Regions from separate parts of the Zea mays genome. Here region 1 is linked to region 2. Evidence: chromatin contacts called from public Hi-C data. All regions are on one chromosome and are shown on one strand. Each heading gives the region's core, a stretch centred on a gene start, on an enhancer-like site or on the middle of the called end of the contact. The rest is flanking DNA. Distances are from core to core; before and after follow the strand shown. Region 1 holds the start of LOC100273873. Region 2 has its middle 43 kb from the start of LOC100281477.

What was found. Hi-C and Micro-C count contacts between places; a contact is called where the count stands out from the background.
Region 1: a contact with region 2 is called in a Hi-C map of tassel, with 2.3 times the contacts expected there. The contact joins the promoter of LOC100273873 here to the enhancer-like site in region 2. A contact is called at or near these places in 5 of 25 Hi-C or Micro-C datasets (leaf, leaf mesophyll and tassel).

What each region holds. Positions count from the first base shown.
Region 1 is chr9:106,211,160-106,218,644 of Zm-B73-REFERENCE-NAM-5.0, forward strand. It overlaps LOC100273873, which reads left to right and starts at 5,611. Exons shown (of 3, transcript NM_001360480.1): 1 at 5,611-5,760; 2 at 6,600-6,726; 3 at 6,815-7,485. The coding sequence starts at 6,894.
Region 2 is chr9:106,160,926-106,168,412 of Zm-B73-REFERENCE-NAM-5.0, forward strand. It overlaps the pseudogene LOC109942581. Among protein-coding and RNA genes, the nearest start is that of LOC100281477, 43 kb to the right of the region's middle. Within about 2 kb of position 2,401, at least 17 of the 20 cell types and tissues checked have an H3K27ac peak or open chromatin away from gene starts, as enhancers often do. A contact at or near this core is called in leaf, leaf mesophyll and tassel, where this site is marked.

The DNA.
Region 1 (7,485 bases), core at 4,361-6,860, 53 kb after region 2:
GCAAGATGTTGTGCATACTGTCCGGGAAAAAAATCCAAAACTGTCAATTTATCACACAGTATATTATAAATGACCATCTCAAAGGTAAAAAAAATGTAACGTTCCCAAAGAAAGAATTGAGGCCGCTTTGAGAATTTTAATAAATATAAAGGGGTGTTTGGCATAGCTCAGCTTCAAAAAAATAAGCTTAACTTCATAAACTTTAGAGTTGAATAGCTCTACTTTAAAGTTCAAGTTTGTAAAAGTGCTTGTCTTGTAGACCAGGTTTACAAAAATGAGATTTTATATAGCGAAGTCACTTTTACCCCTTTGAATGATGCATGAGACTTTTTTTGTTTATTACGTTTTTCCTTAAAACTTTAATAATAAAATAACAGCACACAAATTTCAAAAAATAATATTTGCACGTTATAATAATGTAATGACTAAAATCAGTTCATGTTCACTATAATCCGCTCTATTTCCATAGAGGATTTGAGTTTCCAAACTAGTCCAGAAGATTTATTCGGTTAGGAATGGATTGATAACTATAGAGCATTTAATCTCTTGCTAACTAAAATTTATTAGAAAGTAATTTAATCCCTCTTGGTCCTCTTCGATCTCCCGAACAAAACGTGAAACGAAGGGAAGGGTTGTGTCTGTTTGTTTCGACTTTTTTCTAACGAGCTTTTATGAGAATCTAGTTGCGGGAAGAATTTGGCTGTGGAGAGAATCTGAGTATCGTAGGAATTACGTGCGGAGGAAAATAAAGAGGTCCATAGGGTTTAGGATCTAGGAAGTGGCAGATTCGTTCTATCGCGACGATTCAGCTGATTGTGTGTTCACATTGATTTTGGATGATTTTTATTAAAACAATACTCATAGAAACGAGCTGAAAAGCTACAACCTGTTCCTTGGCTTTAATTAGTACCAGCTTCTGTTGCTTTTACAGTATTTTTATCTGTATGGATTACAGAGTTAAACGGCGGGCTTTAATCCGAAGCGAACAACCTCTTCTCTTGTTAAACCTGTTTGTTGTAACCTGAAACCTAAATCCTAAAACCTGTTGTAACCTAAAAATGGGTCATTCCTGCTGAGGCTTATTCTTGAGCCTGCTTGTCCAATAATGCCTAAACTTGGTATCCAACAAGAATTGTGTCAGCATATGCAAGTGTTCTTGGAAGAGATTACATTGTTTCCCAAGTTTTATCCGTAATGTTCCAAATGAACACTGAAGCGGAGTGCACCAACCAGTGATATGAAAACTTGAAAACATGCCATTATAATTTTAGTTTTGTTGAAAACGTGCCATTACCGTTTGAACATGACCGCATACTAGTGATGCCATTATAATTTTAGTTTGCTGAAATATGTGATCAACATATTTTTTTAACAAATTACTAAACTTTGTAGGTTTTGAACAGACCCACATATCTCTGTATTTTAATTATTTGGCAGTGCACCCTCACATTGCTAGAGCCTTCAAGAAGATGTCGTTCGACCACAAGTTAATTTGGGCTCGTAATTTCGTCAATGAGAAGTTCCCAGGAGTGTGAGGGCTATTACTAGGTAGGCTTGGACAATTCTTTTGCTTGAACCACATCGAACAATGATTTGTGGTCTAAGTACGTGTGGATTTTGTGTAAACCTTGAACTTGATATTATTTGTAAGGCTATGACACATTATTATGTGTGTTGTGTGGAGTTAATAGTAATATGTGTGTTTTGTGGACTTAATATTAGTTGTAACATATTTTGAGATGGGGGCAATGGCTGCAAGTATTTTGGTTAAATTTCAGTTTTTTGTTCTCATGGTTGCTCCTTGTGGAGTGACACTGAAAATGGGTTCCTGCTTGTGGAATTTTTTTTTTCTCATGGTTGCTATTTTGTTCTCATGCGTGCAAGCATGTATCTTTTGCCTGACTAGTTGACATGGGATTCTGTTAATATGGTAAACGACTAGCCACTCGCCTAGATGCTGTCAATTATGGACTTAACATTAGTTGTAACAGTTCATGTGTGGAGGACAGGTTTGTGAAACATTTCAGATTTTAAGTTTAATTAATGTCTCACCAACCGTGTTCAGAGTAGCAGAGCAAGTGCATCCTGTTCACTTATCTTTCAAACCAAACAAAGGACAGAATCAATACATCCCCAGTTATCCCTTAAAGGCATGTTCGGTTCTTGGGGATTGGCCACCCGGAACTAATCTTAGCTAGATTGTTTGCCTAATTTATATAAGGTTTGATTAACCGGAACGATTCCGGATGAATCTCGGCGCAAACGAACAGGCCCTAAACCAAACAAAAAACAAGGGTCTTCCAGTCCTTCCAATCAAACAATACTAGGGATCATTGGTAACATATTTGAGAGGGGTTCTAGAATATCAGAAAACAAACAAGGTCAGATCGGTTAAAACTAGGCTACATATTTGAGAGGGAGATTCTAAAATATTCTACACGTAACCTCTCATGCACATTGGAAACATGCTACACGTAGGGACCACGCAGCTGGTTAGGCTTTAAGAATGAAAGTGACGTGCGTAAGAAAAGATCGGCAATTTAGGACTAGCACATATTTGGGAACGCATTCTAGTACCAATATTGTACCATGCTATTTAAGTGTACCATGATATTTTAGACCGAAAGACGTTTGAGTGCCCATCTAAAAGCTCTGTATTTTAAACCATGGTTTAACAATATCACGATATTTTTGGGGTCAAACAAACTTTGGCCTAGACCAATTTTTTTGTTTGCAGGCAGTTGAAGTCTTTTCTTCTTCTACACTATAACCCAAATACTGTGGCTCCAAACGGGTGCTAGATTAAGGGCCTGTTTGAGAGAGCTTTGCTTCAAAAGCTTCAGCTTTGGTTTTCCAATTTTACTATAAAACAGCTCCATCAAATTATTAAGGTGAGTTCTAGGAGCGTTTGGTTTGTATATGGACTCCAACTTATATAGTACAATTGATTTGTGTGGGTTTCCTTGATTACCCTTGACGATTAGTGTGTTGTCACCAGAGAGAACGGAAGTTGTATGTTGCGTAACCAGTGGCATGGTGGGTAATTTTCGTACAACTTCATGAGGAGATATAAAAACAGTGTTTTTGAAGCATCCTCTAAGGAGCTTCATGAATTTCATGAAACGAGCCTCTAGTTTCGATTTTTTTAAAAACTAAAGCTCGTGGAGCTGGACCTGTTTGGGTTGAAGAAGTTCGAACGAAATTGAAATTCTTGAAGTGAAGCTCTCCCAAACAGGCCTTAAGGCCCTGTTTGGTAGAGCTTCACTTCAAAAATTTCAGCTTTGGTTTTCCAGTTTCACTATAAAACAGCTCCAGCAAATTGTTAAGGTGAGTTCCAGGAGCGTTTGGTTTGTATATGGACTTCAACTTCTATAGTACAATTGATTTGTGTGGGTTTCCTTGATTACCCTTGATGATTAGTGGATTGTCGCTAGAGAGAACGGAAGTTGTATGTTGCGTAATCAGTGGCATGGTGGGTAATTTTCGTACAGCTTCATGAGGAGATATAAAAACAGTGTTTTTGAAGCACCCTCTAAGGAGCTTCATGAATTTCATGAAACGGGCCTCTAGTTTCGATTTTTTTAAAACTAAAGCTCGTGGAGCTGGACCTGTTTGGGTTGAAGAAGTTCGAACGAAATTGGAATTCTTGAAGTGAAGCTCTCCCAAACAGGGCCTAAATTAATATAAAATATATTTTAGTTTTGTCATGTCATATAATAAATTGTAGTATTATAGGCTATGGTTTTAAGAAACGGAGTTTCTGAACAGGCCCAAGTTGAAAAAAAGTATCACGTCTAATGCGTGTAACAATTAGATCTAGAATTTCATACCTAAACTTTCCTATTGTACAATTTTTTTTTGAATAAATGTACATCTACTTAGAAAGTAGTAAACGAGTCTAACCATCCAACCTAATTAAATGAGCGTTTACAGCATCCGTAGTTCAGGGTTTGTACCATACTAACAATGTTCCTTTTATTTTCCGCAGTTTTTTTTTTGCCAATGATTTTGCTTTTCTTTTCTGAGAATGTGAATGGTTTCACTCCGTTGCAGACCTGACAGTAGAAAAAATTACCCTGTTTCTTCTCACGGGCCTGGTCGTGCCGCCCTTCTCGGGCCTCGCCGGTTTTTAAAAGCAGGCCAGAGCTAAACCCTGCGCCAGGCCCACGCCGAGTTGGCCGGGGGCGTCTGGGCTCGGTCCAAGCGCGGCAAGACGGAAACAACACGTGCCCGAGCCCGACCGCGGTCCATGGCTCGGCAAATCCGCGCACGCCCGTCCTCGACGCGAGCGCACGCCGGTTTCGGATTTCAAAGCGAGGGAGAGAGAGAGAAGTGGAACGGGCAGACCGACGCGAATATACACGGCGGGCCCCCGAGCTGTCGCGTGGGGGCGGGGGCGCGGGGCACGGTACCATCGAGTGAGTGCTGTCTCGACCTCCCGTGGTCGTGCAGGGCGGGCGCGCGGTTATGGATATTTTGCGCCAAGGCCCTCCATGCTTACGCCTAATTCGTTTATGTGCGGTGCGTGACTCCCGGGCCGTTTGCTGCTACGGCGAGTATCTGTTGGTAATACCATCAATAAAAATTATACTATTTGGGTTATCCATATACGCTTGCACGTATTAAATCTGTTCTATATCTAAACTCGTGCGAGTAATTTTAATAACCTATACCCACTAAAAAGATCTTATATTCTAATATTTCTATTTCTTAAAATGTCAAATAGACACACAAATATAAGCTAATCTTAAAATATAGCAAACATGTGATTATATAACTTAAGGGCTAGTTTGGGAATCCAAAAACCGGAGGGGATTGAAGGGACTAAAATCTCCTTTTTATTTAAAATTGAATAAAGAGGAGATTTTAGCCCCTTCAATCCCCTCCGGTTTTGAGGTTCCCAAACTGGCAGTAATAGTTAAACAAATAATATCCGGAGAAGGATTTTCTTTTAGCTAAGATGTGCTCTATTATTGATAATAATAGTATGATGTGAGTATATTTTACCCACTGGTACACCACCAATTCTCATACATGTCTACCCAACGGGTAGAGATTTTTACCCACTAACATACATGCAAGTAGAGAAACCATCATATTACTAGCTACAAATCAGAGATTTTCGGGTTTCGGGCCCATTGCCATATTTAACGACGAAGCAGTTGGTCGAACTCGTTGTAAATTGACACTAACAAGAGAAGCAAGTAGATAGCGTGCTCGGAAGTTGATTGTAAGTAGTACATTAAACTATTCAATATGGGTAGTACAAAGAATGTGCATTATAATTAATGACTCTTATCTCTTGTTACATGAGATTATGTCCAAAACGCCAAGAATTTTAGAAGAATTTTAGAACGGGAGGGAGTATACCATGCAACAAATGGCGACGAAGCCCACCCCACGTCAAAAGCTACAGAAAACGACAATGCAGATTGAGCTGGCACGGAACCCTAGGCAGACGACCGGTCCTTCCACCAAAATCCTACCAAGGCCGAGGGCCTCCGCTGAAAAGCGCCGACCGGTGAGGGGCTTTTGCGCTCCCAAAACCAAAACCCCGCCCTCACTCCACTTCGTCCCCGTCGATCGAGCACTCCACGCCCCTCTAGTACCCTCCTCTGCACCTCCCTCTCTCTCTCCTCTCTACTGCCTTTGTTTTTGCTCGCAAGAAAAACCCGAAAAAGACCTTGCGCAAATCCGTCGTCCTGTCCACCGACGAAGCTTCTGAGTCCTCCTCGCCGCGCGCCTCTACGCGTGATATCGGTAAGCAGCCCAAAGATCCCTGTGTTTTTGCCCTCAGGCTTTTTCGTCCCGCGTGGTTGGTTCCATTCTACTGGTCTCTTCGAGCCTGTGAGGGGAAATGGTAATGCCGGTGGTCGCGACCGCGGTTCCTTGGTCCGACCCTGTTCCCCGAGTAGCTGCAGGAATTTGCGTTTGCTCGGCCGGCATAGCGCGGCGTGGTTCAAGGGGTTAGGCCTTTAACCTTTACCCCACAGGCGTGGTGGTTTCTCTGTTGTCTTGAGCTCTTTAGGGTGGTAATGGCGTGGGATCTGTTTTTTTTTGCTTCTTAGGTCATCGTTGATATGAGGGCGGTAGTGGGAAAAAGCTGAAAAAAAGAAGGCTAGCGAGTTTGAAAAAGGTAAAGCTATGTAATTATTGGTGCCCATCTGTACCTCTTTGCTTCTTGCAACGCTGAGGAAGATGCTGGCTCTTTGCTCGCTGGTGTTTTTAGATCTGTATTTGTTTTAACTTTCATGTGCGCTGAGTTCCGTTTACTCTTCCCTTCAAAATTAAAAGAAAAAATATACTTATTTAGAAATACTTCGGCTTCTCACTGCAGTAGCTGTCGAGTCTAGTTTATCTTTTACGATGGACCAAACTCCTCCTCCTTGGTTTGGTGCGCAGCTACTAAAGATGGCTACTTTTCAGGGTTTCTTTCTTTATTCTTTTTCTTTTTCGGTAATGCTTCGCTTAGTCACTATCCGTCTGTTGCGATGTTTTCTAAATATCTGAAGTCAGATGGCTGCAGTTCTCAGGCGGGATTTAGACTGAGTGAAATGCAGACCTGGTTTGTTCATTCCAGCTTCATATACTTGCTGCAGGTCTTTTCCCCTGAATGGTGATGTGGAGGTCATTCTCTTCAATTCAAATGGTCCCCCCCCGCAGAGCAAGATGAGGAAATGTTCAAAATACTCTTAAGCCGTGTAGCACGACAAGTTTGTTGCAGAGGTAGTAGTTTCATCTTAATTCATATTATTGTTCATTAATGTTCTTTCCTTGTAGCAACTATCTAAAGCTAGCTGTTTACTTTTCTTAGGACAAGCGACGACTGGGTTTTCTTGGCACTTTGTCAAGTCCGTGAGTAGAAGTTTGGTGTAAGCTTGTCTTCGAACAAGATGATGCAGAGGCCACCGCTCCGTCCGGAGGAGTACTCCTTGAAGGAAACCACACCTCACCTTGGTGGTGCAGCTGCTGGTGACAAGCTCACAACCACATATGACCTGGTTGAGCAGATGCAGTACCTTTATGTAAGAGTGGTAAAAGCAAAGGAACTTCCGAACAAGGACATCACTGGGAGTTGTGATCCTTATGTTGAGGTGAAACTAGGAAATTATAAGGGCCAAACTGGGCATTTCGAGAAGAAGAACAACCCGGAGTGGAATCAGGTCTTTGCCTTTGCAAAGGAGCGCATCCAGTCATCAGTTGTGGAGATTCTGGTCAAGGACAAGGATCTTGTCAAGGATGACTTCATTGGACGTGTTATATTTGATTTGAATGAGGTCCCAAAGAGAGTGCCACCTGATAGCCCATTGGCTCCACAATGGTATCGGTTGGAAGACCGCAATGGGCACAAGGTGAAGGGGGAGTTGATGCTGGCTGTTTGGATGGGTACTCAAGCTGATGAAGCGTTCCCTGAAGCATGGCATTCTGATGCAGCCTCCGTCCCTGGTGATGGCCTTGCAAGCATTAGGTCGAAAGTGTATCTAA
Region 2 (7,487 bases), core at 1,151-3,650:
TCAAAATATGATTTACAAAAATGCTTAGCCCTGCTCAGATCTTGTGGATAGAGGTTGTCTTTTGCATTAAGGCCTAGCTCAGGGGTTATCCTGGGAAAGATGGCTTTTACCTGCAAGAATATTTTCATTGAGAGCGTGGTGGAATCTTACTGTAAAGTTCTCTTTGATGCTCTTTTCATCCTAAGGAATATAAACAATCCTAAGGGTGGAAGTACTTAAATCGGGACTTGGGCTAGGAACAGGTGATGTTCTACCCAGGTTGATTAAGGATTGAATGCGTATGTAGGCTTGCTGATCAAGGACTATCTTAACTAGCCACATGCCCTGGATATGGGACAGGGTAAGCTTTGCCTTGGGCAGACTAATACCAGAATAAGATAACACGCAATGGGAGTGGAGAGATGGCGAGAGTAGCGTGTCCCCTCCGTGGCAAGAGGCTGGACGGTGGTGTATCTGTGCTCTCGGTTGGCGTGAACTTGATCTGGTCTTAAGAACCCCAGTGGCGAGTTGACATATGCAAGGGTTAAGTGCTACATATGTCGTGTGGTTAGAGATCCTCAGCTGAGTAAATCGATTCGGATCGTCGTTATATCCCCGGACAGTGGAGACTTGGTCACTGCCCTACAACCTAAGTCAGGATGTGAACCTCATGAATAAAAATGATGTTGTATTGATGAGATGGTGAAATTAGACCAGATGCAAACAGAGTCTATTAATATTTAATCTGGCGTTAAAATATTGAACGTAAGGACTCACTTTAGTAAGCTATTTCTGCAAAAGTATCTAATTTGATTCTTGCTAAAACTTTTCCTTGATTCCCAAATCCAGCATACCCTTGAAAGTCTTTTCTTTAGTCAGGTAAGTCTTGCTGAGTAATTCCGTACTCAGAGTTTTATTCCCTATTGTTTTTCAGGTCATAGTTTTGTGCTGATGATGATGGTGTTAAGTGCCGGTGGGCTCGGCCTTCTTATAAGTTTAAGTAACTCTTCTATACTTTTTATTGAGGATGGTCACTTGAGCTAGCATATATTTCAAACTTATACTTTTGTAATCACTCCGATGAATATAATGAAAAATTTTTGTAACCTGTAAAATTTGGTAATAAGATTTTCGCTGCAAAAATGTTGATGTGTGTGATTTGTGTTTACTTAATCACGTGGTTCTGGTTGTAAGTGGTTTATCTGGTGTCCTTGGGGCAATCGGACGGATCCTGTTAAGTTAGCTGGTGCACAGACATAGCAGTCTGAGGTCTTTGAGACAAGGACAGGTGCATGTGGGCCCAATAACTTAGGAGGTTCTGCCACACGTTCGATCACAATCAATGGCTCAGATCAATCCTCTCAACGGGTATGCCAGGGATCTGATCGCCGCCGTACACCCCCACATCCCATGGCACACACGGTTTTCCCCCAACCCTTTCTTCTTCCCTGGGCACCACGGATTGAACACGGCGGCCAGGGAACCCACCATGGCGGACACCATGGCAGAGCACGTGTCACGACGCAAGCTCGACTCCCCGATTCAAAAGAGCGACATGCAGAGGAGAATGCTACGAATAACATGGATAGGTTGATCACCTGCAATCGGCTGCAGAGGAGCCCGCCCACGGTGCGAGCGGAACCCACGGTGGAGCACCAACTCCGGCGTGAAATCGCGGGTTCCCCGATCGGCAATCCCATCTAGCGAAGCACCTTGTGCCATCCATGCCTCTAATCAAAGCTCCCAGACCCACTGGTGGAATCCCGAGCGGTAGCGTGGGCGAGTTCCACGGCGGTGGAACCACAACATCGGCGCAAAGGCGACCGACCACCACAGTGCCCAAAACGTCGATTAAACCGAGCTACGCATAGAGGAGACAATAGCGAACGTGGGGGATGAGGACTCACCAGAGAAGGAGTCTGCGGAGAGGCTGACCACGGAGGACAGTGGGTTCGCGGTCTCCCGTGAAGAAATCCCAAGCCTCGGGCGCCGGTTCAACGCGGCGAGGCCACAATAACTTCTCCACGCACAGGTGGAGCTTCACGGCACGGCACTGGGGCAGCGACAACGACGAGCCCACCGGCGATGGCATAGCTCGGTTCTTTCTCTCTCTCTTCGTTCTCACCATGGAAATGGCGGCGCCACTAGCTTAACCCACGCCCCTTGTTGACCGCGACCCGCGGATGGCTAGGGAAGAGGAGGTATAGGGGGGTTTGGCCCGCTTTTGTAGCCGGTCGAGGGGAGTCCATGGGCGCAGGGGTATCGGGCGGCGTAACAACATGCCCGAGATGCCCGGCGAGGAAGAGAAACTGGGGAAAGGGTGGGTCCCATGCGCCAGAGAGGAATGGATCAGCTGGCGCGCGCGCGACTACGCGTGTAGTGACTGGTACACAGGCCCCATGCATCAGAGTACGTGAGCGTTGGTCGTGTGTGCGTGGCTGAGACGGGCAGGTGGGGCCCGCGCGACGGCGCCTTGCAGCGCGATTCAAAGCTGGGCTGCGCGGAGAAAGGAATTAGTTGGGCCGCGCGGGAGGTAAGGTGGGCCGGCAGGTGAATCTTGGCCCAAAGTAGGTGAGTTCTTTCCTTTTTTCCAGTTTTATTTTATTTTCAAATTTCGAATTTAGAATTCAAATTTCAAATCTGCAACAATCCAAAAATTACTAATCATAACAAAAATCTATTATCACTTTATTTTTTTTATCCTTACTTAAGTTAATGATTTTAGGTATGCCACTCATACATACAAAATAGGCATTTAACAACATAATTCCTAGTTGGATAGAATCTCATAGAAAGAAATTTTTAAATACATATTTGAACAAGGTAATAATTTAGTTTTACATATAGACTCTTTTTCTTAACCTTTATTAGGTAACATACTTTATTTTATTGTTCCAAGTCTAAATTTTAAATTTTTGCTTCCCAAACTTGGACCTAAGCTTTGAGTTACCATACTATTATTATTTATTTTTTTGAGAGATTTATTTTATGAAGGAAAGGAATTCATTATTGGCAGATATTTTATTATTACAATTTTTCTCTTACCAATTTTTTGGGCTTTACAGCAGGTGTGGGCACGATGGCTGGAGGCCGGGCCCAATGGCAGGGGCGTGGTACGGGGATGGTCCTAGGCCGTCGGATCTCGGATGGACGGTTAGGATTAGATACAATTTATTTAAATAGGAACTGCCCAATCAGAGATCGAATGGCTGGCCTCGATGTCGCCTGTGTCCGCGGCAGGGAGTTCGCCGGAGACGAGGAGCGCGGACGCTCTGGGGATCCTAGGGAGACGAGGATGGCTCGGTGAAAGTCACCAAAAGGGGGTGAATAGGCAAAACCTGAAAATTATAAACTTTGAACACACACTTTACCCGGGGTTAGGATTAGAAATAAATAATAATGAGTTAGGAGTGTGGAAGATAGTTCCTCACACGGGTCACTAAGACCCCCCAAGGATCACCACATAATTAGATATCTCTTGTTTGCTTTACAATGCGCTTGGAAAGATTAGAGCGAGAAGAAGAAAGCAACCAAGCAACAATAGCAACAAAAGAAACACAAATCACTCTCTCTCTCAAGTCTCTAAGCACTTGATTTGATTTTGGAGCTTGGAGAGGATTTGATGCCATGATTGTGTCTTTGGAGTCTATTCTTTTGCTCTAGTGTTGAATGAGGAAGTTGGAATGCTTGGATGGCTTGAATGGTGGTGGTTGGGGTATTTATAGCCCCAACCACTATTCCAGTCGTTGCTGTCGATGGGCACACCGGATAGTCTGGTGGTCCACCAGACACAACATTGTTCACTGTCCAGTGCGTGCTACGCCAGCCGACCGTTGGGGTTTGGAGCTGTTGACCGTTGAAGTCTTCTGTCTTCTTGCGACACCGGACAGTCTGGTGCGATCTGACATCGCAGACTGTATTCTGACTTCTGACGGACTGTTCCGCAGTCGACCGTTGGCGAAGTTGATCGTTGTTCCGTTGGCTCACCGGACAGTCCGGTGGTGCACAGTTCGATGAATTTTAGTGGAATGGCTCTGAGAAAACTCGAGAGCGGCCAGTTCGTGGAGGTCTTCAGCCTGGGGTGCACACCGGACAGTGTTCGGTGCGTCACAGGCTGCACTAAATCTTGTATGCTCCAAACTTTGCAGAATTCCCTCAAGTCTTTTTCGTTGTATGTTAATGTGAACTTTATGCACCTGAAAAAAACATTCACTAGGCAAACTAGTTAGTCCATATGGTTTGTGATGGACCTCAAACACCAAAATTGATTATAGGAAATGTTGAGGCCATTTCCCTTTCAATCTCCCCCTTTTTGGTGATTGATGCCAACACAAACCAAAGCAAATATAAAGTGTAGAAATGTAACTAATTTGTAATTTGACAGATGTGCATAAGTTACTTTGAAATGAATGCAGTTTTTAGACATATATGGTTGCTTTGATCGAGTTTAACATTTTGGACCACATTTGCACCACTTAGCTTGTTTTGCAAATCCTTTGGAAAATCCCTTCAAATTCTTTTGCAAATAGCCAATGGTATTAGAATATGATTGCAAAACGCATTTTCAAGTTTTTGAAAATTCTCCCCCTGTTTCAAATGTTTTTCTTTCGGCTCAATAAAAGCCCCCCCTAAAGAAGTTCTCCCCTTAGCTGTCAAGAGGGTTTTTTGCAATTTGAATAATCTCTCCCAAAAAAGTTTTTTTAGAAAACAGGGTGGTGGTGCGGTCCTTTTCCTTTGGGCCTACTATTCTCTCCCCCTTTGGCATTAAGCGCCATAAATAAAGAGAACTAGGGGCCTATTATTCTCTCCCCCTTTTTAGAAAAGGATATGAATGAAAGTTCATGTGTAGGGCAAAGGATAAATGATACTGACAGAGTCGTAGTGGAAGCCTTGCCTTTGTTGAATACTCTATTTCCCTTTCAATCTAGGACTAATCATAGAAATACTCATGGAAGCACATTAGTCTTAGCGGTGGCACAAGAAGAATAAGAAATATGCATTTGTACCATAATGAAAGAGACATGATCAAAGGTATATAAATGAGCAATGTGTGCAAGATTTCAATCAAAGTTCCAAGAATCGAGGATATTGAGTTCATTCCTAAGCTTGCTAAAAGTCTTTTCATCTAGGGGCTTGGTAAAGATATTGGCTAATTGGTTGTGGGTGCTAACATAAACAATTTTGATATCCCACTTTTGTTGGTGATCTCTCAAAAAGTGATACCGGATGTTTATGTGCTTAGTGCGGCTGTGTTAAACGGGATTATCCGCCATGCGGATTGCACTCTCATTATCACATAGGAGAGGGACTTTGCTCAAATTGTAGCCATAGTCCCTAAGAGCATCTCCAGGTGTTCCCGATAGAATAGATCCTTAAATAACTGTTTAGAAAGTTGATAAATATGGTATGGGAGTAAAAAACCATTTATCTCCAACAGTTCCGTATATGTAGGCACTTAAAATCAATTTTTCAAATCCATGGTGAACCGTGGACCCAAGGCTTTCTGTTACAAACTCGTTGCCCTCCCTCCAGATGCGTCTTTCCCCTATTCCTTTGATGCATCGCTGCATATACAAGCGTCCATTGCTGCTACGCCGCCAAGAAACAAAATCATCTTCTCTTCCTGTGTCTGCTAGTCGCCTGGGAGAGACTTCAAAGCGCAGCACCTGCCAGTGCCATCACCGCTAGTTGCAAGGAACCGTCAGGGCCGGATCAAAACAAAAATCTTGGTATGTGAATTATCATATGAATTGGTACGTGCAATCGTAATGTTAATTGAAGTTGTTGTGTATGTAACATCTGCAATTTTAATTTATGTGAATATATATTCATAGTATATGTGATTGCAAAATCAGGTGATGGGTGAAAATAGATTGTTGTCATTACGAGATTTGGATGAATCATCATCAGATGATGATGATCATGTCATACTTTGTGCCGCGCAAATCATTCAAAGTTATTCTCAAGTGCGTAGACAGCCAGGAGGCTCTGTTCCTGGTCGTGCATACATATATCGGGATAGAGAAGCGGGGCACGCGAGAATGTACCAAGATTACCTTGCTGAAAATCCAACTTATGGCCCAAATTTGTTTTGACGGAGGTAAGAATCTAGTTGTCATTTGTCTCGATTAAATGTGTCATGTTTAATATTTTGGGTGCATCTTATTATTGGTGCAGGTTTAGGATGAATCGACCACTATTTCTTCGCATACTGAATGTTGTGGAACAACATGATGATTACTTCGAGCAGAAGAGAAATGCAGCTCATCAACATGGACTAAGTTGTTTTCAAAAGGTTACTGCAGTTTTCCGTATGCTAACTTATGGAGTAGCAGCTGATGCTACAGATGAATATGTACGCATTGGAGAAAGTACTACACTGGAAAGTCTATGAAGGTTTGTTAAAGCTATAATAGAAGTTTTTGGAGATGAGTACTTGAGGTCACCCAATGAAAAAGATATTGAACGGTTACTTGCACTTGGTAATGAAAGAGGTTTTCCTGGTATGTTGGGTTCATTAGATTGCATGCATTGGAGGTGGAAGAACTGTCCGTCTTCGTTGCAAGGTCAATTTTCCGGGCATCATCATACACCAACAATAATTTTAGAAGCAGTCGCTTCACAAGATTTATGGATTTGGCATGCTTTTTTTGGTTTGCCTGGATCTCTAAATGATATCAATGTTCTTCATCGGTCTCCACTTTTCGCAAAGCTAACAAATGGAGAAGGGCCAAAAGTGAACTACAAAATAAATAATCATGAGTATACAATGGGATATTACCTTGCAGATGGCAGTTACCCTTCTTGGGCTACTTTACTTAAGACCATACCTGAACCACGAGGTAATAAGAGGACTTACTTTGCCAAAGCACAAGAAGCGGCACGGAAGGATGTTGAACGAGCTTTTGGAGTTTTGCAATCTCGGTTTGCTATTGTTCGGGGACCAGCACGATTGTGGGATGAAGAGACTCTAAATAATATAATGATATCTTGTATAATCATGCATAACATGATTATTGAAGACGAGGAAAATGTCGATCCAAAGGAATGGTTTGAGAATGGAGGAGATAATGTGCAGCCATCCCATGATGTGACAACATATTTTGACGAATTTCTTCATAATCATAGAAAAAATAGAAACCATGAGGCACACTACCAACTTCGTGAAGACCTAGTGGAACATTTGTGGCAACACCACCCAGATCTATGTAGTTAGTTTTGCAATTTTTAAATAGCATGAATGCTACATACTTGATTTTAGTTCTACCCATATACTGGTTTACAAACATTTTTATTCCAGCTACTTGTTTGCATTCTTGGGCGGCCTTTTAAAGGGTCAATCGATCATTCCCTTGAGAGCATTCGGTATATGATATGAACATGGCACATTGACCATCTTCAACTACTAGAACATTCACACAGGGACTACCATTCACACATATTATGAACTGAAACATCCAAACAGATTATAAACTGTCAGGAACTTTATTCACCATTCACACAGATCT